Linked DNA regions of Zea mays: region 1 is linked to region 2. The links are chromatin contacts, called in public Hi-C maps. All regions are on one chromosome and are shown on one strand. The core of a region is the stretch at or near the end of the contact, and the rest is flanking DNA. Distances in the headings are between cores, read along the strand shown.

The links. Hi-C and Micro-C count contacts between places; a contact is called where the count stands out from the background.
Region 1: a contact with region 2 is called in a Hi-C map of ear, with 2.4 times the contacts expected there. The contact joins two enhancer-like sites. A contact is called at or near these places in 2 of 25 Hi-C or Micro-C datasets (ear and leaf).

What each region holds. Positions count from the first base shown.
Region 1 is chr10:117,131,413-117,137,314 of Zm-B73-REFERENCE-NAM-5.0, reverse strand. No RefSeq gene overlaps it. Among protein-coding and RNA genes, the nearest start is that of LOC100278661, 45 kb to the left of the region's middle. Within about 2 kb of position 2,219, at least 7 of the 20 cell types and tissues checked have an H3K27ac peak or open chromatin away from gene starts, as enhancers often do. A contact at or near this core is called in ear, where this site is marked.
Region 2 is chr10:116,875,370-116,881,822 of Zm-B73-REFERENCE-NAM-5.0, reverse strand. No RefSeq gene overlaps it. Among protein-coding and RNA genes, the nearest start is that of LOC103641620, 7.2 kb to the left of the region's middle. Within about 2 kb of position 3,637, at least 20 of the 20 cell types and tissues checked have an H3K27ac peak or open chromatin away from gene starts, as enhancers often do. A contact at or near this core is called in ear, where this site is marked.

The DNA.
Region 1 (5,902 bases), core at 970-3,469, 260 kb before region 2:
AGATTAGGGTTCCGAGTTTTGTGCTACGGTTGTTAGCTATATTCGCGGGATTAGCTCGGAATTAGTTGTGTAAAGGGTCCAGCCCCCCTCCTATATAAATAGAGAGGTCTACGGCCGATTTGTAATCATCAACAATCGAATCAATACAACTTCTATTTCGCATTTTATCCTAGGAGTAGTTCTAGTCTAGTTTAGGTTTAGCCTCTCGATCCTCAAATTCTTCGTCTCTCTTCGACTCTACGTCGATTAGAGGAGTCTAGGTCGGCCGGCCCGAGCCTAGACACAACCTAGGATCTCTACTCCCCGACGGGGTCCCTCCCGGGAGCGAGATCCAGGCGCCGTCGGCGATCTTCCGCCGCCCCTGCGCACGCGCGGACCGTCCGGCCCTAGGGCGCGGACCGTCCGGCCGTCAGGCAGGGAACCCAGGCTCCTGCACCAGGTCGCGGACCGTCCGGCCCTGTGCCGCGGACCGTCCGCGCCTGACCAGAGAGCACCGCCGCCTCGCGCCAGGCCGCGGACCGTCCGGCCCCCGCGCCCGGACCGTCCGCCCCTGTGCAGAGAGCACCGCCGCTGGTTCTCTTGAGTAATTGGCGCCTCCAAAAAGGCGTCAACAGTGTTAACTGTTGATGAATTTATAATTTCTGTAAGCACCGCAAAAGTTACCTTTTCAGCAGCAGCCTGGTGCTCAATAACTCCAAACATAAGACTGCACTTATCAAGACATCTGTCAATTGAAACGATGAGACGATATGGGATCATTTGCAGCTAATCACTTCGCACCGAGATAACATTAAGCAAAAAACTTATCGCTAAAACATTTGCCCAAAGATCTCAGTGATTTGAAGTAGTATCTGTAAGTGTGACACTGATCTGTAAATCGGAGGTGAAGACATAGTAGTATTAGTTTGAAGATAGTGGACTCAGAGAGTGCAGCAGGCACCACATTAATCCTTCTTTTTAATGCTGGTACAAACCCAGGAGTAGACTACTGAAAGAAACTGAGACTAAGCATTAACCCAGTTGCTTCAAGATACTGTGTCCATGGAAATCGATTATAGGCCGTCCTGAATAAACAAGTGTCATTAGTTCAAACCACATAGTCCTAATGTCAACCCATATGACCACTCTAGATCTTATTCAGTATCTTTTTTTCCCCTTGTTCATGTGCTGTTCCAGCTTATATTTGCCTTACATATATGCTCCAAATAGTTCAGCTCTATGCTTCTAATATATTTGTTTGAGAGGTTTTGTAGCAGATAGATAGTCCCAAGCACTAGTGTAATCTGGCATAGTAGCATTCAAACGATAGGACAGCTGATGAAATTATTAAGGGTCCGTTCGTTTCTACATGAATACACCAAGAATTGTTTCTGTTGATCAAAACTTATATAAATTAGAGAAGCAATCTGGACAGGAACAATTTCGGCCTTTTATTCCCTGTCAACCGAATGGCCCTAAGGGGTAGCCAACCGGAGAGTTCTATCGAACAGGAGTTAGGACTCCTCCAAACAGGAATATTACAGGATTTTTTTTCTTTGAGAAATCAGGATGGAGACTCATACTGTAATTTTTTTATATTAAAATGTTCGAATATACAGAGATAGCGAGCGAGAATTCAGTACGTGCATGGTAACGGTAGACATGTGCCGCGAAGACATGCACACGCTCGTGTGTCCATGGCTCCATGCCGACAAGAAGACGTAGTGCTCACAGGCACACCGCACACATCCCACTAAGAATCTAACGCGGATCAACAAGGTAAGCAGAGTTTAAATATGTATTTGTATATGCTGCCAAATTATTTTGAATACCAAAAGTCAATTTTTGGAGCCAAGTGCGATCTCACTACAAGGTAGCAAGATGGTTTGACCTGGGAGAGCAGTATTGGTGCAGCACCAATGCATAGGCATTAATACCTTCGACATGAAGATTGAGACTGTCTGCCATAAACGGGCCGCAACAGATCCACAAACCAAAAAAAAAAAAAAGGGTCGTGCTCGTGCACCACCGCTCCAACATGCATGAGGATAGCACATGCAAGCACTGACCTACAACTACAAGCACAGGCACAGCTGCACAGATATTTGCTACAGTACCTACGAATGTAGTAAAATCTCTCTTTTCAGAATCCCAAAAAACTGAATATCTCTCCTTTATGCCAAACAAGCTCTAAATTCACAAACGGAGTGAGCCACACGGGTTGGCCTTTGAGCTTAGGCGGGCTGGGGACAAACTAGGCTCGACCAAAGCCCATGGAGGCTCAAGCTTGTTTGAAGGAAGCTGAAGAACTGAATTTCAATATGAAAGCTCGGCAAAGCCCAAGATCAGCTCATAAAATATTGAACAACTATATTTCAACATGGCGCATTATATACACGTGCCAGCATCCGCAAAAGGTCATACTCCTAACCGTAGAAAACGGTGACGCCTAAAAAAGAGGTGAATTAGAAAACTAGGCCACAAATTAACACTAGAATAAAACATATGCAAATAAGCAATCTAAAATGTGCAAACTATGTTTTATCTAAGTGTTGCTATCTCTATCGTAAAACCTAAGTTCTAATCCTAAATATTCTAACTAGAAAGAAGAGGTTGAAACTTAAGTACTCAATGTAAATGCAGAAGGTAAAGAGCAATGGTAGAGATGCAAACTCTCGTGAATGACGCCGGTATTTTTATGAGGTATCTGAAACCACACTAGGTCCCGACTAATCCACATTTGTGCCCCTACGCAAAGGGTAGCTCATGCGAGGACCAAGCACCACGGTCGAGTAACTGCGTAGAGAGCCGCGTGTCTTCTCCACACGCAAGTGGTGCTCCGTTTTTGGCTCCTCTCGGACGCTCCCCACCATATCCACTATCGACCTTCCAGTCGAAACGCCGCGGGCCTCGTTCCCTTCAGTACACGGTGGCGGCCGTGACATAAACTCGGTTATCACTGTCTCGCAAGACTCTCGCCCCACTCAGTACAATTACAATGGCTCCACTAGAGCCGAGGGGTTTTGTGGGTTTTTCTAAACTCACCCAACTAACTAGGATTTACCTAGAGCAAGCACATAAGCGGTCTAACTAATAACCTAAGCACTTCACAAAGCAATTACGCTAATCAACGAGTGATTTTATTAAGCACTTGGGGCTTGAGCACTTGAAAATGTCTATAACATATGTTGGTATGTTGCTTGGGCTAGCTGGTTGTTTCTGCCGTCGTGCGCACCGGACAGTCCACATGTTTCTTTTTTTAAAGGCAACCAAGAACGAACGTTAGCACTTGAAATGCATTACTCCCTCCATCTAAAAATTATTTTTAGAAATGATATATTCTTAACACAAGCGTCATCGGCTTGTTACTCTTAGAGGTTGCTGCCTCCTAGACGACTTATGTGTTGTCTTCGTCGAGCTCTCCGTGAAGATTGTGGAGGAGACACAGTGTTGATTATGAGATGTTCGCGCCTACCTCGCCGGAGCGGTAAAGACGACGCTAGTGGAATCGAGGTATTAGTGATTTCTTGTCCACTTGGCACAAAGATCAAGTCGGGTCTTGATAGAGGAGCAAGTGAGAGCTTGAAGTCCACCTCAATGTGTATTAGGGGTGATCGACAAATCATCGATACCACAGGATAAAATTCGATGTCATTCTCTTCACTCATTACTTATTACGGAGTACTTTGCAAGTAGATAGTAATTTGTGTATTGTCTCTCATTTCTAGCATTGCCATAATTGTTCCTCATAGATTGTTTACTTGTTGTAGCTAGAGAAATTATATCTCTTGTTGTATTGATTAAATTTCTCTATTATCTTTGATTTTAGTTAAGTTAAAACTATCTATTCACTCTCCCCCTCCAGTCGGTCTCCTGGATCGTACACACACAAGCTCCCACGGTGGTCCCTGGTCCATGAAACTGCCTCCATATCATTTTCTAAATCCCACTTTTCACCATCCTCTAAACTATTCTATGCCCCCTAAATCTTAGCTTTCGCAACGGTTCTCTCTAAATCCAACCCCTATATATAATACATTATATTTCTAATATATTTTAAATTAGATTTTTTTACTTATGTATTTTTCATAATCTAAAATGGCACGTAAATTTTGTATTTAATTTGTAGTGTAGAGTATAAAAAGCTTAGAGGGAATGAGAGTGAACACCCTAGATTTAGGGTTAGCTTTCTGGCCCTAAATTTAGGATGTTCTTTAGTGACGACTGCTGCAGCTTTAAGGTGCCCATAAAGTTTTAGAGGGATCTTTAGAGCGACCGATGCAGGTAGTCTCGCATATATAGAGGTGGTAATGAGCTCTAGATTTTACATTATAAAATTTAAGGATCAAATCAGATTAGAATTAGGCTCTATTAGTATTTATTTTTGAACTAAAATTATTTAAAGACTTTAACTGATTGTGAAGAAACATTTATATCGTGATCTATTACCACTCCTACGCGTATACATATACAGAAAGCCAGTGGCCTGGAAGCCCACGATCTTGGCTTGATACTAGCCCCGCCCGAATGGTTTCCTACCTGCCCGTGCAGAGAAATGAGCCAGTTGGATCGATCCGGCGTAGCCTGCTAAGACTGTCTCCAGCAATGTCTCCTAAATTTCATCCCCTAAAAGAATATTCTTTGGTCTTTACAGCACTCTCTAAAAGATTCTATACTCTATATCTTCTTCATCTCCAGCAATATTCCCTAAATTTCATCCTCTATATCAACAGTGTTATCAGATTTGACATTCTATATTATTTTTTACGCTCGTCAGCACGTGAAAGCACAGACACAGAAATTAGCACAGTGTATAGAGCACCACCGTATACCCTCTATACATAGCGCACGCATGTCATCCTCTAAATTTTAGAAGACCTTTTAGAGTCCCTCGTTGAAAGGATAAATGATCTGACAAACCTCTATATTTAGAGGACATGAGCTTTTACAGGTTGCTGCTGGAGCCAGTCTAAGGCCCGCTACTCGGCCGCCATATATAAAATCCCTCCCAGCAGCAAACAACTTATCTAAACTCATTTAAGTTTAATTTGTGGTTACGATTTTCTGCTTATGCGTTCCTGGGGTTTTCTCTAATGAGAATGGTTTAATTTAATCTAGTTTTCTATGTGTTTTGAGAGGGTGTTTTAGCTGACGGGTCCGAGCTGACACATGCCTTTTTTACCGTGCTTATCAGACTAATCGACTCGTTTAAGCCCACAACATGCTAGACCCTTACAGAGAAGCGAGCCCATGGGCCTTGAAAGCCCAATCCGATTTTCTAACCTTCACCAAGACCCGTGCCTATAGATAGCCAATAAGTACAAGGCTTGAAAGTCGCCTAGAGAGGGTGAATAGGGCGAAACTGAAATTTACAAAGTTAATCACAACTACAAGCCTGGTTAGCGTTAGAAATATAATGCGAGTCCGAGAGAGGGCGTAAAAACAAATCGCAAGCGAATAAAGAAGTAAGACACAAGGATTTGTTTTACCGAGGTTCGGTTCTCTCAAACCTACTCCCCGTTGACGTGGTCACAAAGACCGGGTCTCTTTCAACCCTTTCCCTCTCTCAAACGGTCCCTCGGACCGAGTGAGCTTTTCTTCTCAATCAACCGGGAACCAAACTTCCCCGCAAGGACCACCACACAATTGATGCCTCTTGCCTTGATTACAATTGAGATGATCGCAAGAAAGAATGAGAAAAAGAAGCAATCCAAGCGCAAGAGCTCAAATGAACACAACAATCACTCTCTCTAATCACTAAAGCTTTGAGTGGAATTGGGAGAGGATTTGATCTCTTTGGTGTGTCTAGAATTGAATGCTAGAGCTCTTGTAAGTAGTTGAAAGGTGAAAAACTTGGATGACTTGAATGTGGGGGTGGTTGGGGTATTTATAGCCCCAACCACCAAACTTGACCGTTGGTGGA
Region 2 (6,453 bases), core at 2,388-4,887:
TGTCATGGCCGTCAGGAGCGTTGCTCAGACTTGGTACTCATCCCTTCGGCCAGGGACAATCACTTCTTGGCAGAAATTGAAGGATATGCTGATAACTAGCTTCCAAGAGGAAACCGACTTAAAGATGAAAAGCCGAATCAGACCTTGAAGAATTACTATAGAGTTATTGATAAATGTAAAGGGCATTAATGTAATTTTGCATGGGCTGCGACCCGTGCCTATAAATAGGTGAACAGTATTCCCGTACTGGACACGCTGATTTGGCATCTACTTTTGTGCCACACCTGTATTCTTATTCTTTCAAGCCAAAGGTACACTTGCAATTTATTATTGTTTACACAAGTGATATAAATAAAAATAGGTTGATAATTATGTTTATCTAAATTATGTTACTCCTTATACTTTGCATGAATATTATCCATTTCTTTATCATGATCATGAAGGTATGTCCTTCATGACCTTCGTCCTAGACTCAATATATCCGAAGGGAAATAATGATTCAAAGGACGAAGGGCTTTGATATTTAACATTTTATGTTGCCTTGTTCTTAATTCATAGCATTTAAGAACGAGTCCCCAACACTAGCATAAAAGGAACAAGTGATAACTAATTTTAGCCTAAAATTTGTTACATGAAGTTTATTTCAATTAGAACATATTCAATTAATAATATTATGAGACATATTTATAAGAAATGTTGATTTTAAGGCGGGTTTTAAAAACCCATGGGTTTTTGGGTATGGGTAGTGGAAGAACAAACCCATGCCCACGTACCCGTTGGGTTTCCATTTGAACCCATTAACAAACCCATGGGTAGAGAAATTGACCCAAACCCATACCCTAATAGAGCAAAAACCCACCGGGTTTCGGGTAGCGGGTACCCATTGCCATCTCTAGTTCCATGGCTTCATCGATAATAAACCAACTAGGTAAGTTTATATCGTGGCATAAAAACCCTGGTTGGATGAGGTGCATTTGTGCTAAGGCTATCTGATATCTAAACTTAAATCACACGCAAATCTTTCTAAATTTATGTTCCCTAGCCCATTATATATACCACTGTATAATCTGTTAGTTTAAACTTTGCAAAACTCATTCAACCAAATCACCCCCACACTCTCATAACCTCCACTTATAGGTGTACATTTGGGCCGGGCCTGGTGGGCCGGCCCGAAGCACGAAAAAAAGCACGGCCCAGGCACGGCACGGCCCGAAATAATTTAGTGCCGGGCCGGCACGGCCCGTTATATCGGGCCGGGTTTGAGCCGAGGTCACGACCCATGGGCGGGCACGAGCACGACCCGTTTAAGGCAGGCACGAAATGGCCCATATAGAGGCACGAAAAGTCCCATATATTTATTAAAACTACACTTTATTCCACACTTTCATATACTTGATAAATAACACAAAGCTAGAGATAATGCTAGTTAGATGTTTTTTGTAGCTTTGAATTAGAGTGTGTGATGTAATTTTGCTTTTGTTATGAACATTAGACAATAAACTGAACTTACGAACTTTGTATAGAGCTGATTATACTCTTTTTCCTTCTAACAAAATGATTTATAAACGAGGTAGTCATTGCATAGCTGTGGTAACTTTAATACAAATACTAAGTTTGATTTTGTTCAAATTTATTTGTCTTATCTTTTATTTGTTTTATTATTTTTTTTGAATTTAGGGCTCTAATGTGAATTTTGGGCCAAAAACTGAATTTCGGGCCTAAAATTGAATTTCGGGCCGTAATGTGAATTTCGGGCTTTTATAATTTCGGGCCGCCCGAAATGAGCCCGGCACGTTTAAGCAATTACGGGCCGGGCCGTGGGCCGAGGGCTAGGCCCATGGGCCGGCCCGGCACGGCCCGAAATTCAAACGGGTCGGGCCGACCCGAAATTCAAACAATACATGCCTTTTCGGGCTTGGGCCAGGCCGGGTCGGGCGGCCCGAATGTACACCTATACCTCCACTAAATCTACCAAACAAATTACACACAGATTAACACACCATCAATACTAACGGTTCAGATCGTTAGATAACCCTCTATTCCTTACTCAAATCCAATCGACAATATTATTTTAATCATCCCTTGTTCCTCTCCCTCCCCCACGACTCCAAATCGCACCTAGCCTCCCCCTTCCCCTCCTCTGTGTCCCTGCCACCCCTCCCCTTCACTCGCGCTACCACCATCGTCGTCAACCCCTCCCCTCGCACTGCTGCCGCCACCGTCAACTCCTCCCCTCCTCGAGATCATAGCGTCAACATGAGCTATATTTAGTTTTCTTAAAATTGATAATATCTTGGCTAGTCGACCTTCATTTCTCTCATGATAGTTGGGCATATGCTATCCGAAAGAAACACCTTCCCCTTCTGTCCCAATTTATAATTTGTTTGACTTTATGTGCCAAATTTGACCGTCTCGTTATGGAAAAATAAAAAATTTAAAGCCGTATCTAAAGTATTATATACTAAACGATATCACAGTAAAAGTTAATAATAATTATGATTTTTAGTAAGACAAACATGTCAAACTTAAGGTAAAAAAGTTAAACGAATTATAAATTAAAATGGAGGAAATATGGTTTTTTAAATAGTCCCTTGGGTATTTTATTACCGCGAGGAGATAATTGGTCACGAGGTAAAGACACATTTGTAAGGCTCATCCCACCTACTTGCTTATGTGAAGATTCTACCTTGCCACTTTGATAGTTTCTGTGAGGTGCGTTTGGATTTCTTTATTTTTAAGAAATTGGAATTGTATTTAATAGTAGGTTATTTGGTTTGAAATTTGACTTTCCACCACTTTCTAAAGTTTAGATATAAGTCTATTCTAAATTCGTAGGACTAGTGGATGGAAATTGATTTTATATATCACTAGTCCATAATTCTATTTTGTAACTTATAACATGCTCTCTGGCTCGTCCTCTATAGTAGAAATATAATACATAAATATCTATCTACATAAATATATCTCTCGTTATGACCAGCAATAGTATATAAATATATTTTATATAAAACTATATTAGATCTATGCTTAAATTATGATTATTAAAATAGAATTCAATTCCAAGCATCGAATCTGTGCCTAAAGTTTTATTTATCAGCAGCTGGACATCGATTCTTCTATAATGCCTGATGGTGATGGATAAACCGAGGTAGGTTATGATGAAGCTTGTCAGCGCTAGAAATAGGCCAGCAAGAATGCCTTTTTAAACGGTGGTACAACTGATGGCTACAACGCTTGTTAAAAGAAATGGTTGTATCACCTTTGTTTTTGCAAAAAATTGTTGAAGTGTATCTCGTCATATGGGCACTTTAGATGCATTCTTTAGGAGCACTTATACCTTACGCTCAGTAGCAAGGTGGCTACTTCCATGTAGCGGAGAATTTCATTCTTTAATCTATGTACTATGTTGTTAATGTTTGAATACATATGAACTTTATAAAAAAAAACCCGACAAAAGTGAACCGATCGTGGTGGCAGCCAAGAGGGGGAAAAACACAGTGGAACCGGTCGAAGTTACATAGGCCCACTACGGGGTCCATGTAGAAACCTACAACAAACCAAGCCCAATCTCTCTAGAAAAGGCCTGCTAAGATGAAGCCCCATTCCATATCTCCACAGGTCTACAAATACACGCACATTTCTGCATCCTCTCCTCGCGTCCCTCTTCCCAACCCTAACCTTCTCTCCCCCACTCCGCCGCCGCATTGAGCACGGGGTCGCAAACCTCGCCTCCGGTCCTCCGCACACAGGGCAGCGACTCTGCGTGCGCACCTCCCGCCTCCGGTGGGCCGTCGCGCCGCACCCCGGCGGCTGCACTGCTCGCCGTGGGCGGGTAGCGGGAGCCAGCAGCCGCTGCTGCTCCACCTAGGCGGCCGCGCCGCTATGTTAGCGCTTGTGCCCCAAGCGAAGCGTTACCCATCCGCTTAGCGCGTGCGTCTAGTGCCGCATTTTGGAACCCGGAGCGATAGTACATGCAGTATTTCAATCTTGGTTTCTTGGTCACTGACCGTAACACTTTGCTTTGTATGCATGGCCCTTAAGATCGCCTCCCTTTTGCTATGTGGGAGCGTGTCGAGTCATAGCCATGCAAAATTAACGACGAGGTCCCAGAGAGTTTTTCTCTGGAACTTCCTCCCTTCCTGTTGCAGTTCTAGGTGTCTTCATCCGGGGCATCGAGTTCCCTGTAGTGTATGACCATTATGTGGCAGCTGTTTTCTGCAGCGCTTCTGTGAGCTCATCACTCGTGCGACTCTTTGCCAAATCAAATGGAGATGTCTAAGCTTTGGAAGGGAACATGTTTTAAAAAAAAAGAATTTGTGAATTGTTTCCTCGGATAGTTCTACCATAATTTCGAATTTCCATTAGTTCAGTCAAACTGCAGTACACAGTTTTACCATTAGTCTTAATTCTACTGATTGTCAATTTTCTTTTCAACTTTGACCTTTAAGATGTCTTGCTTCCAGTGGATCAATGTTCACTAATTCTGGTTTCTGTTAAGATTGCAACCTAATTCTGGGTTGCAGCACTATAAGGCTATGACTACTGCAATTTTAGAATAGGAGGTGGGGATGAGGAAGCTAATGGAGATAAACTTAGGTCCTGTTCTGTTTTCACGGATTGGGGATTGGAGCTTAGGAATGATTCTAGCCGGATTATTTTTCTAATTTATATAAATTAAATTTTCATGAGCTGGAACGCCCGGTTCGGGCCGTGTTCATGAACTTGTAGTCTCTGCTATGATGTCAAAAGGTCTACCGTTTTGTTTTCGCTCAGGTTCTGTTCAGGTCCTTTGAATTAAAATCTATTGTATGATCATAATTTAGGAATATCGATCAATTAAGATAATATGGTAGGATGGCGTATATATTTGTATATTGTTGTTGGCAGAGATAAAACTGCATCTGAGTAGCGAGCTAAAGAGCATACTGTAAGTTGCAAATTAGAAAGAAATGTAATACAGTGATGTATATAATTAGTTTTTATCCTCTATTATATAAAAATTTAAGATATATTTATATCAGAATTTTTAAAATCATGGGATGTAAAAAAATTAAGCTTGATATTCAGTGCACTAAATATATTTTAATTCAACTGTAATGAAGGGATTTAAACGGATCATCATTTGATCTTTGAAGAGAGGACGAGGAAGGTTGGGTGGGAGAAGGGAGGTTGTGATATCATTCAAAACTAGACTGAAACCTGTGGTGAAATCTGTTGGCTTTTTTTGTACGACCATTTTAGCACTGGGGTCATGGATTTATAAGTTTTGAAGTCGTATCTCCACTCTTATTCATTTGTTTCGTACGACCATTTTAGCACTGGAGTCATGGATTTAATTCTTGAGTCATAGAGAAGTTGAAATGTTCACTAATTTAGAAATCTTATTCAAAAGGATACACAATCTGCTGAATAATAGACTCAAAACACGGTAGATCAATCTAGAATTAAAAAAAACTAAGATTCAACCCTCACTTAGTAGTATACCACTCAAAATGATCTCCCATGTTAATGACGAACACCTTTAATCATTGCACAACATAAAGTTCCCTTATTATCCTTCATTAAGTGATGAACTATGATCATCCGTAGTATATCGTGGTAATGAGTTCTAAATTTTACACTATAAAATTTAAAGATCAAATTGGATTAGGATCAAACTCTTCGTATTTATTTTTGAAACTAAAATTAATTAAGAGTCCTAACTTAAGGGATATTTGGTTTTTAGGGACTAATTAGTCCCTCCATTTTATTCTATTTTAAATGGAATAAAATAGAGAGACTAAAAATTAGTTTCTAGAAATCAAACAACCCCTTATAAATATTTAGATCGTGATCCATTACCATCTCTAAGTGTATCTAACTTTAGATCGTGATCCATTACCACCCCTAAGTGTATCTGTCGGTACCCTGGATTAGGGGTATCCCTTGCTACGGTATGAAGGCACGATGGCTGTGCGGCTACGCTTAGCCGCGCCGAGAACAGCCCTAGGAGTATCTCATGGGGCAGTTAAGGTGGCGTTCTCGGAGACAACGCCGTCAGACCCAGAAGGCACATGACCTCTGTACGCACAACCCGGACCCTCGAAGTAAAGCAGCCCGGAGCCATTGGATAAGGTTCGGACCCCACCAAGTGAGCTCCGGACCACCCATAACAAGGTCCCGGGAGAGGAAGTGTCGTGGCCTAGGCCTGGGTCCGGTATTGACGCATGTCCAGGCTCTATCCGGAGCGCCTCCGCTCCCCACTCGGTCGAGGGTCTAATGTTGCCACATGGCTTATTGTCCGTGACGTAGGCCAGCGGGCGGAGCATGACGTAAGGGCTCTGGGCCGCACGGCCTCCACATTTATTGCGGAAAGGACACGCCACCTGTCCACCCTTCTGACAGGCGATGTGCTCCCACGACATTTATTGCGTCCTGTCCATTCCGCTGGCAGGCGGCGCCAGGGCCACCCTG